Linked DNA regions of Sorghum bicolor: region 2 is linked to region 1. A link is a contact called in public HiCAR-type data. All regions are on one chromosome and are shown on one strand. Each heading gives the region's core, a stretch centred on a gene start, on an enhancer-like site or on the middle of the called end of the contact. The rest is flanking DNA. Distances are from core to core; before and after follow the strand shown.

What was found. HiCAR-type assays count read pairs that join an accessible place to other places.
Region 2: a contact with region 1 is called in a HiCAR-type map of leaf, with 4 times the contacts expected there. The contact joins the promoter of LOC8075385 here to the promoter of LOC8075383 in region 1. A contact is called at or near these places in 2 of 4 Hi-C or Micro-C datasets (leaf and leaf mesophyll) and 1 of 1 datasets of contacts at active chromatin or transcription factors (leaf).

Annotation. Positions count from the first base shown.
Region 1 is chr7:54,886,933-54,894,038 of Sorghum_bicolor_NCBIv3, forward strand. LOC8075383 reads right to left here and starts at 4,417. Exons shown (of 3, transcript XM_002445466.2): 1 at 4,027-4,417; 2 at 3,043-3,280; 3 at 994-1,442. The coding sequence starts at 4,329. The coding sequence ends at 1,303. LOC8075631 (annexin D5) reads left to right here. Exons shown (of 1, transcript XM_002444321.2): 1 at 1-1,018. The coding sequence ends at 754.
Region 2 is chr7:55,098,854-55,105,959 of Sorghum_bicolor_NCBIv3, forward strand. LOC8075385 (probable transcription factor RL9) reads left to right here and starts at 4,365. Exons shown (of 6, transcript XM_021464371.1): 1 at 4,365-5,644; 2 at 5,830-5,906; 3 at 6,603-6,648; 4 at 6,840-7,056. The coding sequence starts at 4,759.

The DNA of each region.
Region 1 (7,106 bases), core at 3,167-5,666:
CGGCAACCACAAGCGCGCCATGCTGCTGTGGGTCCTGGACCCGGCGACGCGCGACGCCACCGTCCTGAAGCAGGCCCTGACGGGCGACGTCACCGACCTGCGCGCCGCCACGGAGGTGGTCTGCTCGCGGACGCCGTCGCAGCTGGCGGTGGTGCGGCACGCGTACCGCGCCAGGTTCGGCTGCCACCTCGAGCACGACGTGACGGAGCGGACCTCCGGCGACCACCAGCGGCTCCTGCTCGCGTACCTGGCCGTCCCGCGCGCCGAGGGCGGCGCGGTGGTGGTGGACGCGTCGACGGTGGCGCTGGACGCGCGCGACCTCTACAAGGCCGGCGAGCGGCGGCTGGGCACGGACGAGCGCGCCTTCATCCGCGTCTTCAGCGAGCGGAGCTGGCCGCACATGGCGGCGGTGGCGCGCGCGTACCACCACATGTACGACCGGTCCCTGGAGAGCGCCGTCAAGAGCGAGACGTCGGGTAACTTCGGCTTCGGCCTCCTCACCGTGCTCCGGTGCGCCGACAGCCCCGCCAGGTACTTCGCCGGGGTGCTGCACAAGGCCATGAAAGGGCTGGGCACCTCGGACTCGACGCTCATCAGGGTCGTCGTCACCAGGGCCGAGATCGACATGCAGTACATCAAGGCGGAGTATCACCGGATGTACAAGCGCTCGCTCGCCGACGCCATCCACGCCGAGACGTCCGGCAACTACCGAACCTTCCTCCTCTCCCTCGTCGGCCGCGACCGAACCTACTGAATGAATTACTCTACTGACGACGACGACGGCTGCTGCTTCGTGCAGACTCTGGAGCCATTGCCACCCGCCATCGGTGTGTAGCTGCTGCTTTTTAAAGCGTTGTGTGCTTCCTATATTCATGTTAGGAACTCCATGGAAAGGTTCCTTGTAAATACTCATGTGTACTTGTATTCTTGGAATGGTGTACTGGTTGCATTGACAACTCAAAACCTTCCAGTATGTGTATGTCCTCAGTAACAAAGACAATGAAATTATTATTGTTCACTCATAAAGGACATGTACATACTGCGTACCTGCACAATGTACACATGACCCCTATTCACTAGAAAATTTATCTGCTCACTATCCCAAACAGAACAGCATTGGCCGCGATGCCCAACGTACAGGCTGCCAAATTTCAGAGCTAGTATTATACAGCTAGTCACCGAGAGAAACAGAGGTGCCGTCTTCTACACTCTTACAAACAGCCAAACCACTCTTACAAACAGCCAAACCGTAATTCACATAGATACACCGGCGGGCTTCATACAGGATGCAACCAACTAAACTCAGTCGACAGGCTTCTGGTTCACATGCCGGGACGCCGAGTACGATTGGATCGCCGAGCTCGTCACGCCAATGGAGTGCTTCGTCAGGTCCATGCTCTTCCTTGCGGCGAACCAGATCATCCAGAAGAACCCAACCCAACCTGCAGTAGGATGCGTTTTGTCAACATTAGCACAATGCACACGTGATACATGCTCGTCCTCAGACTCAGAAGGCAAAGATATGCTTCTTCCCCAACAAATCTCAAAAGAGTATTCTTGTTGCAAGGAAACTGCTTTGTCAAAACAGATTATTTCCATGCTTACCTTTCTTAGATATTGGGCATCACAATCTCCATGAAATTTCTAAAGAGGGAATCGTAACTGCAGCTATTTCTGCTAAAGCTGTGCCACTTTATTCCCCATTATCCAGGGAATCTAGTTTGATGTCTACTTATTCTCCACTAATTTGTGGAGAAGGTGCTGTGGTGACTACTTACTATCCTAAAAGTAAAAAAGGTGAAATTGACAGGAGATCCTAGACTGTCAATTTGATATAGCCTTTCAGAAAGTCCTATGGAGGAAATGATTTATAACAAATGAAACTCTTTTCTTGGGATGGACAAGATGAAAATTGGAAACTCACCTAACCTACAAATTTTATTTGTAAGTTTTAAACTCATTTCATAGTTTTTCCCAAATTTCAGTTCTGCTACCTTTTCCTGATAATGCCTTTGAAAATCTTTAGTTTTGCAAGTTCATACTTTTAACCACATCTTAGACACTGACCCAGCACTAAAGGAGAATCTCTTCAACTCTGAAGTTTTATTTAACGATTTGCTTCTTGAATGAATTGTAATAACTACATGGTTCTCCTAATTATAGAAAACAGAATGTCAAAGAGAAAACCAGAAGCAGTATTAATAATTCACCAAATTTACAATGTATAGATGCCTCTACAAGGTTCTCCTAATTAGTAGTGCACACAATGTCAAAGAAAACAAGCACGATTTATAAATGATTCACCAACATTACCTAGTACTCACTGTTACTGAAACCATATAGCACAATAATTTCTTACTTCTTCCAGTGTTCTTAAAAGATTAAAACAATAGAGTTGGTGACTATTGACAATTTACTGTTAAGCATATAACAATGGGCAAACAACATTTGGTTCTCCCTAATTGTTGAAAAACAATTTAGTGCACGACTCTATTCTGATTCTGATGCTAAGGGGAGCACGCGGGCAAGTGTACAGATTGAGATGATTCAGTTGAAAATAGAAACATTTGTTACAGGTCCACCATAGTAATGTTGACTAAATTAACTTCAACGCAGAAGCGAAGAACATCTTATATAATGGTTGGAGATTCAGGTAAAGTCTTTAAGGTTTATATAATGCCTGAAGGTTGTTTGCATATTAACATATCAACAGCACTACTCCCTCCGTCCTGGAATAGGGTGCATTCTAGCATTTGAGACGTGTCCCCAAATATAGTACATTCGAGGAACAAGAAGATACTATTTACTTAAATAAAGTTACGGAAGAGGAAAGTAATTCAATGCCTACCATATTTTCTATAAGAAACATAGATTGCACCCTTTAATCATGGGAATAGGATCAGATTTCAATAGATTAGAAGTTAAGTGAGGGGTACATGCGTCTATTGCGCTCTCTCTTATTTTGTCTTAGAATAACCACAAGACACTGTATTGCATGACGGAGGAAGTACAAATTTTTACAGGGGAATAGAGATAATTTACCGGTAGCAATCATAACTCCAACAACTGCTGATATGACAGTCGCAGAAATGGCAAAGATAGCAGCTGATACTGCTCCAATATAAACTGCAACTAAGCAAGCAAAGAAGATAGCCAAGAATCCTCCAGCAGCAGCCAGTGACATCAGGACTGAGACGATGACCGCATTAGCAGTGGCAACCAACAGGAAGAACATGAAGATCAGAAGGCCAGTCAATGCTATAAGAGTGATTGTTCCGACCTGCCAGATCAGAAAAGTAGTTACTGAGAAATCCTAAAAATGGATGCCATACCAAAGACAAGGTATCATGTAAGAATTTAGGATCAAAACTGCACGCAAAAGCAACCTACCATGTTGTATTGCTAGTGAAAGAAACCTACCATGCTTTTGTTTCCACTTATACATGCTCCCTCCACCTTGAAATGCAGTGTAGTTTGAGTTGTCTGAAGTCAATCTAACCTAAGTTTGATAAGTTTCTTTTTAGAAACAACCAATAATACTTATGATATTGAATGAGCACTATTAAAAATCCTGATACCCTATGAAATCTATTTTTATAGTTTACCAATTTGGGATTGTAGATGCTAATACTCCTTTTTTTTATGTAAATTTAGTTAAACTTAAGGTAGTTTGATTTAGGACAAACTTAATATAATCCTACAATATCCCAGGAGTCGGACAAGAGGGATTACAATTCAGTCTATTTTCATTTCCCTCAACAGATTTCGTAATCATTTTGACCCCGGAGACCTAAAATGTATACCAATCTAAAACCAACATTGCAATGGGGACTGTGGCACAGTAATCCTGTCGACTGATAGCACAGACTAAAACAAGTGTGCAGCTATGCAATCACCAACAAAGACTTGTGCAAGTTGCGCAGACAATGAATGAAGTGTAGAACATCGAGTCAGATTTAGTAATAAACAGGGGCAAGAGAAACCCAATGCTTAGGGTGACGGGATCAAGGATGCGCGCGGGCCCACCGAGATGACGAGGATGGCGCGGAGGCCGCTGCCCCGCCTGGTCCACTCGAGCAGGTCCCGCGCGGAGTTCCGGGACGCGCCCCTCAGCCGCGGCGCGGCCTCGCAGGACGCCGCCCGGAGCCGCCGGAGCAGCGGCTCGTGCTCGTCGGGGTGCCAGACGCCGTCGACGAAGCTGCGGAGGACGCCGGCGAGCGTGTCCTCCTCCTCGCCGACGTCTACCTCGCGGGCCTCGCCTTTGGAGGCGGGCTTGGCGGTGGCGGTGGCGGTGGCGGTGGCGGTGGTGGTGGGCCCGTCCACATCCATGGCCGGAGGGGCGGTGGGGGACCGGGGAGGAGGGGAGTCAATGCAACTTGGCGTCGGCGAGGGGCGAACGGGGACGGGAACGGATGAGGGTGAGCGCCGTGCACGTGCTGGATTTTAACAAGAGGGGTTCGGGGGACACGTTGGCGGCTCGAGTGGCGCGGCCGTCGCCACGGAGGTGACAGGTGTTTCCCGTGGGCCCACCCAACCGAGCCAGCGAGTGCCGCCGTTTCTGCTGGCCGTGTTTAGTTCAGGCCTTGTTCAGCAAAAACTTTTGTTTTTGGGTCACGTAGCATTTTTGTTTTTATTCGATAAATATTGTCCAAGTATGAGTAATTAAGTTTAAAAGATTTATCTCGTAATTTATAGTTGAATTATGTAATTAATTTTTGTTTTTATCTATATCTAATGTTTCATGCACGTGCCGCAAGATTTGACGTGACGTGGGATATTTAAAATTTTATGTAGTTTTTGGAACTAAACAAGGTCTTAGGGAAAAATTTGGTAACACTGTAATATTTTCGTTTATTTATGGTAATTATTGTCGAAATATGGACTAACTTGGCTTAAAAGATTCGTCTCGTAAATTCCCACTAAACTATATAATTAATTTTTATTTTTGTTTATATTTAATACTTCATATATATGTCTAAAGATTTGATGTGAGGAGGAGCATGGTCCCGTTGCATTTGGATCAGGTTGAATTATTTGGCAGAAACAACGTGTCGCGAAAGTATTAATGTGTAGTGACAAATCACAAATGTCGGCACATCTTTAAATTTGGTGGCCGCGACGTTGTAGCTTTCAACTCAACTCAAGCGACAGCTACTGGCACCTTCCAATTCGCCCATTTGTCAATCAATAATCAAGACGATTAAATCATCTCCTCCGTGTTTTTTAAGGTATTTTTTGTTTGTATTTTTTCCTTCTTTTGCACTACAGGCTACTTCTCATAGTAACTTTCATGGGACATGCCATTGTTGTTATTCCATATTATCCTTTGGTGCTCATTTGTTGTTGTTTACTTGTTTCTATCCTTTGGTGAGGTATCATCCAACAAAGTTTGGAATGATGCCTCACCCGATTTGTGGAACTACTCCGAAGGATCTAATAAATACTTAGTCCATCTCAAATTATAAGATGTTTGATTTTCTTGACACCAAATTTGATCACTTGTCTTATTCAAAAATTTGTGTAAAATATCACTTTTTTTTGTCGTGGCTTGGTTTATTAATTAAAATTCTTTAAGAATGACTTAAATTTGACTATGTTTGCACAAATTTTTTGAATAAGACGAGTGGTTAAATTTGAGGTCAAAAAAGTTAAACGACTTATAATTTGAAATGAAGAAAGTACAACAGTAAGAAAACATATTCAACGCTCATTGCAATTCTGGAGCTTCACCCCTCTTTCCATGGATTTAGTTTACCTGTTAAACTTTAACAACTCTAACCAAACACTCCCTAAGTTCTTTATGCGACTCCTTCTCATAGATAGGCTCAACACCTAAAATATCCTCTGCAGAAAGAATATGGTCCTAGATGATTACGGTTATGTGTTGTGCAACTCAGGAAGTGAAGAAACAAGTTTCCACCTACTTTTTTAATGCAGTTTTAGTTTTGTCTTGCTGGGACACCATTTCAATCTCCTGGAACCTGAACTGCCAGCCTCTGGGCATGATAATCGAAGCTAGTACAGGCTTCAACGGTTCACTCTTCAGAGAAATTGTTATCACTATCTGTTGGGTCATCTAGACCACAAGGACTAGTACTATTTCGACAATGGCCACTTAACCATGATGCGTGGAAGACTCACTTCAGAGAGGAACTTGCTTGGTGTGCATCAAAGCCAAGAACAGCAAAATGTCTCCCTTTCTTTGTGGAAATATAGTTACAGCTAGATGTATATATTCCAGTTTTTTCTCTTTGGGCCTAGGTGCCTTGTACTTTTTGTTGTCTTTGTACAGTTGTACAGTTGTAATCTCTTATTTTCCTCAATAGAAAAGAAAAAATAGATAGGACTCCCTTGCCATTTCGGTCAAAAAAAGTTTTTGTTTTTCAGCCTGAAACTTTTAATTCTAATTGGCTGAGTGCACAACTCATGCAAAGGCTAGAATAAAGACGGTTCATTTTTCTAAAAAAAAATGTTCATCTTGGTTTTGTCCTAAATCATTTTTCTTCAGCTTTAATCAAGTTTGTATGAAATGCACCAACATTTATAACATCAAATTGTTCTATTAAATTCTCAAGACAAACGTCGATTTTTCCAAACTCTCGTGCCAATTTATTAATATTAAAGAAAATGTTTATGTTGAGAACATATATCTTTATATAGGTAGAAAGAGAAATTATTTTCTACTCCTAGAAAGTAGTTACATCCATGTATATTATATCTTTACATTCATGGTCTATATACTCCAACAAAGTCTATGTAGACAGTATATATGATCATACTAGACCATCTAGGGTAGTATACTAGTATGTATGCCAAGTATGCATATATTCTTAAAGTATCTGTATTTTATATACCACTGCAATGGTATTATAATAATATTAAAAATATAGGGCTCTTTTGAAAAAATTCACGTAGTGAGATTTGGAATATCATAAAATGAGTACATAAATATATTTAAACTGATAAATAAGTATACACATATATAAAATATGGTTTATTGAAGATGAAAGTAAAGTAATGTATAGATGTATGTTAGCCGTTGCTTCGGAAATACAGTCACAATGGGCCGGTCTGAATGCCTAAATTTGGAAGAAGAAAAAAAAAGA
Region 2 (7,106 bases), core at 3,115-5,614, 210 kb after region 1:
GAGGCCATGTCAGTCTAGGAAAAGGAAGCGGCTAGGTTTGAAACGAGGCGAGAGAGAGGGTTGAACTTTCCAGATTACACATATGCCATCAGAGATGTGAGCCCTACCGGACAGCCCCTAGCTCCAGAGGAGGCCCTACCCAAATACAGGAACGCAATTGGTTTTTGTGTGAGGGACTTTCTTGACATCACAATTAAGAACTGGTTCGGTGTGTCGAATAATCACAAGATTAAAATTTGGGATAAGATTAAGACAAGGTTCCAGTTTTCTAGGAATGTGCCAGAAGATTTAGTGAAGGCATATACAATGAAGCAGTGTGCGGTTAGTTTCCGAAATTGGAGGTCGGAGATGAATGTCAAGTATGCAAAGACAGGGATGGATCCGACAACCAAATACAGGATTACTAAAGGGCAGTGGGCTGTTTTTCTAGAGCAGAGAAATGACCCTAACTTCTTAGCTCGGAGCGAAGCCAACTCCCAGCTCGCAAAGAGGAACAAGTACCATCACCATCTAGGCACAGGTGGTTACCAGCACCAAGTTCCTAAATGGAGGCAAGAAGAGGCTGCGAAGAAGGCAGTAGGGTTGCCAGTGTTGTCCGAGCAAGTCGGTGAAAGGTCCACAAATTGGATCCGTGCTCGAAAACCAAAGGAAACCGAGACGGGTGTGTCCTTTGAAGACCCAATGTTTGATGAAGCAATGAAGAGCATCTTTGCAGTGGTAGGCAAGTAGCAGGAAGGCAAGTTCACGCCACGAAGGGAGAGAGACATCCTGTGTGTTGGCCTCGGTAACCCCGAGCATCCTAGCTGTGTTCGAGGCATTTCATCCAAAGAAGGATGGAAGGATGGATTCGGCCCTCAATGGAAAAATGAGTATAAGAAACATGATCGGTACAAGGAACAAATGGCAAATTATTTTTAGGAAGAGGCTAAGAAAGACTTCCAAGAGATGATGGAGAAGTTGCTAGAAAACCCTCCTCATAAGTTGATGCAGAAACTAGCGAGTGTCATGTCAAATCAATAGATGAGCACTCAAGCTCCCCAAATGCAGCTAGTCCCAGTGGTGTCACAACCGTTGGTGGCACCGAGTGAAACAATCATTCCAAGCAGTGTCGCATCTACAGCAAACAAGGATCACTATCCCGTTGATGACATTGTTACTTCTACACCTTGCTCCCTTGTCATAAGATATGGGATTAACAATCATCATACAAGGGAAGTAGCCACGGGCAAAGCGATCCCAGGAGGACCTAAATACCATGGTGCTGACATTCCTAAAGACTACTGCAGAGTTGAGGTATCAACCGTGGTCCAAGGATATGAGGACGAGATTCTAGACATCCCTGGTCCCGAGGACATTGTGAAACTAGGACAGGCGATAAACAATTTCATCCTTTGGCCTCAGAGGGACGTGCAACTAAGGGAGCCACCACCACCCTCTTAACAGATGCCACTCACCCAGGAGTCGTCAGCTCATGTCGATCCTCTTCCTAACCCACCGCCTTCACCTCCCCAGTCTCTTCCTGACCCACCAGAATCACCTCTCCATGTTTTCCCTGTCCATCAACCATCTCCTCTCCATGATCTTTCTACCCCACAGTCAACACAATCTCCACCACCATTCAATTCCACCCCTTCCCCACAACTCAAAGATCAAGAACCAAGAAGTGAGCCACCAAAGGTGCCAATCAAGAAGAAAGTATTTCCAATACCCAAGTTGATTTCACCATACGAGCCAAAGAAAAAATCAGCTGGGCAAGTGAGATTTTTGTCAGGCATTGCTTCTAAACGCACAGTACAAGAGCATGAGATTTCTGAGCTAGCAAAGTCAGAGATGTCGGCGCCTAAGGTCATAACTCCTATCAAATTCAAGGTGCCAACTGCAAAAGACTACAAGCATATCCCCAAAAAGTACGTGTGGGGAAAGCCTCTACTCAGTCGAACCAAACTTATGAAGAAACCAAGTGGTATAAAAAGGTTTCGTGACTGGTACATGAGAGCCTCTTCTGCTGGCATCGACACCATAAGCATGCGCATACCACAAATAGCATTTCTCAACCAGAGTACTAACAAATGCATGCTTACATTTGATGACATGTGGGCACTGATGAACCATGAGATGCTAGATGTACAGATCGTAATGGCGTTTGCATTGTAAGTGTTACATAGTTACACACATTGTAGTTGCATCAATTTTCAATATCTAACATGCTTCTGTCTTGCAAAATGTTATATGATCAACAACATTTGTATTTTGGTTCAGACTTTAATTATTGTGTCGAAGAGAGGAATGCCTATCTCTGCCCAATAGATATAGCCGAAAATCGGCACACATTCCGGATCGGAAATGACAGCACAGAGGTACAGGGTTTGGAAGGTGCAGAACGGGATGAGAAACTCCAAAAGTTGAAACTTGATTTTGAAGCCAAATACGCCTTCTACATTGGACATTCACTAATAAAGTTTCAAGACAGGAAAGCGGTGGTGGCCCCATACCACTTTGGGTAAGTGTGAGTTTACAAATATCTATCTAAACTATTCCAATGCATAAATGCATCATGGATTTAATTCGAGCAGGAACCACTGGATATGCTTCATCATTTATCCCAAGGAGGGAAAGGTGTTGGTACTAGACTCCGCAGATTACCCGAAAGAAAGCTATGCTCCATTCATCAAACTGCTAGAGCTGTAAGTCAAGCTATGCATGCATACTTAAGCATAGTGAGAGTTTGACAATAACATGATGATTCTATTTGAGATCATAGGGCATACAGGTTCTATAAGATAAATCATGGAAAGTTCGAGTCCAAGAGACCAGGACAACCATTGGAGGTTATACATAACTGGCTGGTACGTATAAAAATTTACTATTATGAATACAAATTATACACATAGGACCACAGTTGCAACTATATTTAAATAACCACTCTCCTGTTATACAGTGCATGAAGCAACCACCCTTATCTATCCTCTGTGGCTACTACGTGTGCGAGAACATGAGAGAGAACGGACGATGTGCAAGGAACCCTGACAAGGTAATATAAGTAATAGTCTATTAAAGTTGGAAGTCATAAAATATATAATGTTTATAAACTTTCTTTGCAGGTATATAAGCAAGGGACGGCGGGGCGCATGGACGAACGTGCTTTAGATAATATAGTTGAGGACATCTGCTCTTTCATCATGAAGCATGTCATTCCACGTGAAGGCAAATATCATGATAATGAAAGCCAATTATCCAGGCCACAGTTCCGAGTGCTAACAGAGATTAGTAAGCTCAAACTTACTAAAGAGGGTTATTAGAGGACAAATAAACTTTGATGTGTGTGTGTGTATATATATATATATATATATATGTGATGATGGATATATTCTTGTAATTAACTTTATGTCTTTGAGCACCAAACTTTGACATATACAAATGTATGTATGAGATGAAGTGTTTAAATTGCATGTTGCTATGATTGAAGACCAACCAATATCAATATATTTAAATAATAACAATAAAAAAATAAATAAATAATAAATAAATAAATAATATATATTTTAATAGGTTACCACAGGCAGCTCTGTTAGGGAACCGCCTGTGTAAATAAGCTGGCGGCTCTCAAGCAGCCGCCTGTGAAAATGGACGATTTCTACTAGCTCCCAGCGCAGACGGTGCTGAAAAACACCTGTAGAAATATGTTACCAACCGCCTGTATAGTGTGCTCATGTACTAGTGCCACCAGCCTAATCCTAGGGCAACGACGAGCTCCGCCATGAAGTCCCCATTGCCAGCCTTGTCCAACTGCCATCTCACGCTGCCCCGGTGGGCAACACCTCCGACATGGTCTCACCTGCCTCCACCGTCATGTCACAGTCGCCGCTCCCTAAATCCCCTTCTAATCCCGCCTAGAAACAAAATTGTAACCTCACTAGAACTCGAATGTCGACAAGTTCCTCATCTTCGACGCTAGCGACTTCCTTCTTCTTTCTCTCTAGCGTGAGCTCCTTCTTCTTCCTCTCCGGCGCGGGTGTGGGCAAACCTGGTCAGGCACGTGCCCGTGGGCCGGTGTGTTGCGTGGTCACCCCCCGGTGCGACAGGTCGCTTAATAGAGTTTGCGTTAGTGAAAGCATACTGTGACGTATGTAAGTTTGATGATGGGTAGGAGTAGTTTTTTTTTTGACAGAACGTGTAGTTTTGATGAATTTACTCATAAATACACCCTTGACTCCCCGTGGTCCCGCGCTAGGGTTGTCATCTTCTCGTGCGTGCGCACAAGCGACCCCTGGCCTCTCATCTGGTAGACATATTCATATTCTCTCCCATATCACATAATCTCTCTCTCCCCCCACTCTGTATTTATATACTCGTCTGATCAGTCTCTTTCTCATATGTCTCTTGCCTTTTAATGCCGTAAACCTAACCAAGACAAGTTGACAACACAAGAAACCAATTGAATTCGGCTGCCCTAATATCTCATCGATCTCCTTTGACATCTCAAGAGAAAGAGGGGGGGACGAGACGAACAAGAGAGAGAGAGAAACCACTGGCTCGGCTCTAAGCTAGCTAGCTAGCTACTGCGATAGCAACTCGCAAAAAAGCGGCACCACACAACACACACATACACACCAGAAAAACACAAAGCACAAGCAAAATAAGCATCATCCCCCGGCCACCAAGAATAACCTTCACTGCCTTTCTTCATCCGGCCGATCCCTTACGCTAACCGCCAGCTGCTAGCAAGCTAGGGAGAGGGCGCGCGCGCGGCATCGATCTATGGAGGCGCGGGCAGCGTCGGCGCCGGACCTTTCGCTGCACATCAGCCTGCCGAGCAGCACCACCGCGTCGTCGCCGTCGGCTCCCGCCCCGGGGCTGGGCGCCGCCGGAGGAGCAGGGCGTGGTGCGCAGCAGCCGGCCGCCGGAGGGGACCCGTGGCGGCGTCTGAACGGATCCACGGCGTCGACCGAGCTGTCGCTCTCGCCGCCGCCGCGGCAGCAGGAGGCGGTGGCTGCTGGTGACGTCCTCCCGTGGCGGTTCCGGCCGCCGCCAGCGACGAATAATTACTCCTCCTCCACCACCGCGGAGGTAGCAACGTTCGTGCCGGTGACTGTGCCGAGGCTTTCGTTCGACGCCGCGGCGGAGGCGGAAGCGGCGCGGGCGAGGCCAATCAACGGAGTGCCCGTCTACAGTAGCCCGCGGGCCGGCGCCGCCCATCCTTTTTTAGGCGGCGGCGGCGGCGAGTACCGCCAGCAGGGCCACCACCACTCGAAGGCCGCCGGGCTATACAACAATCCCTACCACTCCTCGTCGTGGCCCTCGTCCATGCTGCGCTCGACGACGACGACGACGTCCCCCGGCGCCGTGGCGCCCTCGGCGTCCGACCCCGCGGCGGCGTCGTCGTACCTCTCGCCGCCGTCCGCGTACCACCGGATGCTGTCGAGCACCGGCCGGCTCCACCTCCAGGGCGTTCTCGCCGACACGCTCCGCGGCTACGGTGGCGGCGGGCACCACCAGCACCAGCACCTGGGCAGCCTGGCCGCGGCCCGCTACATGCCGAGGCTCCCGGTTTCTCGGCGCGGCATGCGTGCGCCGCGGATGCGGTGGACGAGCAGCCTGCACGCGCGTTTCGTCCACGCCGTCGAGCTCCTCGGCGGCCACGAGCGTGAGTCGCTAATTCCTCCGTCCGCTTTGCATCTCCATTTCATCCTCAGCTCCAGAACCCAATAAAAAAACCATGCATTTCATGGAGATCTGGTTGGATCATTTCATGCGGGATATGATGTGATGATTAATCTCGCTCCATCTCCCCGGCCGGCCGGCCGGCCTCTCTCGGCACACATCATACAGGGGCGACGCCCAAGTCGGTGCTGGAGCTGATGGACGTCAAGGATCTGACGCTAGCGCATGTGAAGAGCCATCTGCAGGTTGAGTTCCTTCCGGCCCGAGCTCTGTTGGGAGCTCTTCGTTCTTTAATTCTGCTTTCTCTAGCTACCGTGCGATTCTTCAATTATTCTGTGTTCTTGTTGCATCTGTTGTTGTTCTTGTTGGGGCTCATGTACAAGGAGGTCAAATCTTGATGAGGCGCCGGCCATTGCTGCCAGAGCACAGACTCCGAGTGAAGCTGAATCAGAGAGAAAGTCGTCAGATGTGATTGTGCAGACTAGACTAGCTAGCTGCCATTCATCCCTAGAGAGAGGAGAGGGGGGAGCTAGAGCGAGCCTAGAGAGAGATGGGATGTGTCGGGGTCTGTGTGTGGGGAAGAAAAGGTGCCATCATTGCACAATAATGCAACGTGTGTCTGCTCCTGCAAGCCGCCCAATCCCCAAAGCACTGAAGTGAGCGCTCAGACAAGCAGCCAGCAGGCACCATGGGGACGAGCGAGAGAGAAGAGCCAAACCCCATAGCTATAGCTAGCAATTTTTCCTTTGGACATTTCTGGCCGGCTGCTCTGTTTTCCTGCGATTTCTTTAGCAACGACGTCCCTTTATGATCCGCTGTGCTTTTCTACGCCTTTTCACCCCCTCTCCACCCTGTCAATGCAAGCAAATGCTACGTACAGTAGTGTGCATGTCTGCAGCTTTGCTTTCTTGGTCATTCTTTTGTTGCTGCTCCTTTTCCAGATGTATAGGACCGTGAAGAGCACTGACAAGCCTGCAACCTCATCAGGTAATTTAAGCAAATTAAATTACATCCGTCCATCCATCCCCCATTGCACATTACAATGCTCCGTCAATTATATCGAAGTCTCATTATATATATTTGTCATGCTGTGTTCTTCATTTCCTCTCCAAATTAAAACTCACTGCCTGCCAACAAGTCAAATCCGTGTGACTAATTTCTTAACTAACAAATATTAGGTCCTGGGGACGGCGGTGGCGGCTCCGGCGACGATGACCTCCCGTGTGCACAGCGGGCTCCGTCGTCGTCAGCAGGCCGGGAAGTCAGCCCGCAGGCGTTCACGGGACACCGGTCCGCCTCCTCGGAGGGCGCGGCAAGCCATGCCGGCGGCGACGTCGAATGCTCCTCAGCCGACGATTCCGACGGCGGCAGGCCACGCAGTGCTTCGTCGTCAAGGTATATATATGTGTCTTTTTCGTCGTCCTGATCGATGATATGATATGGAA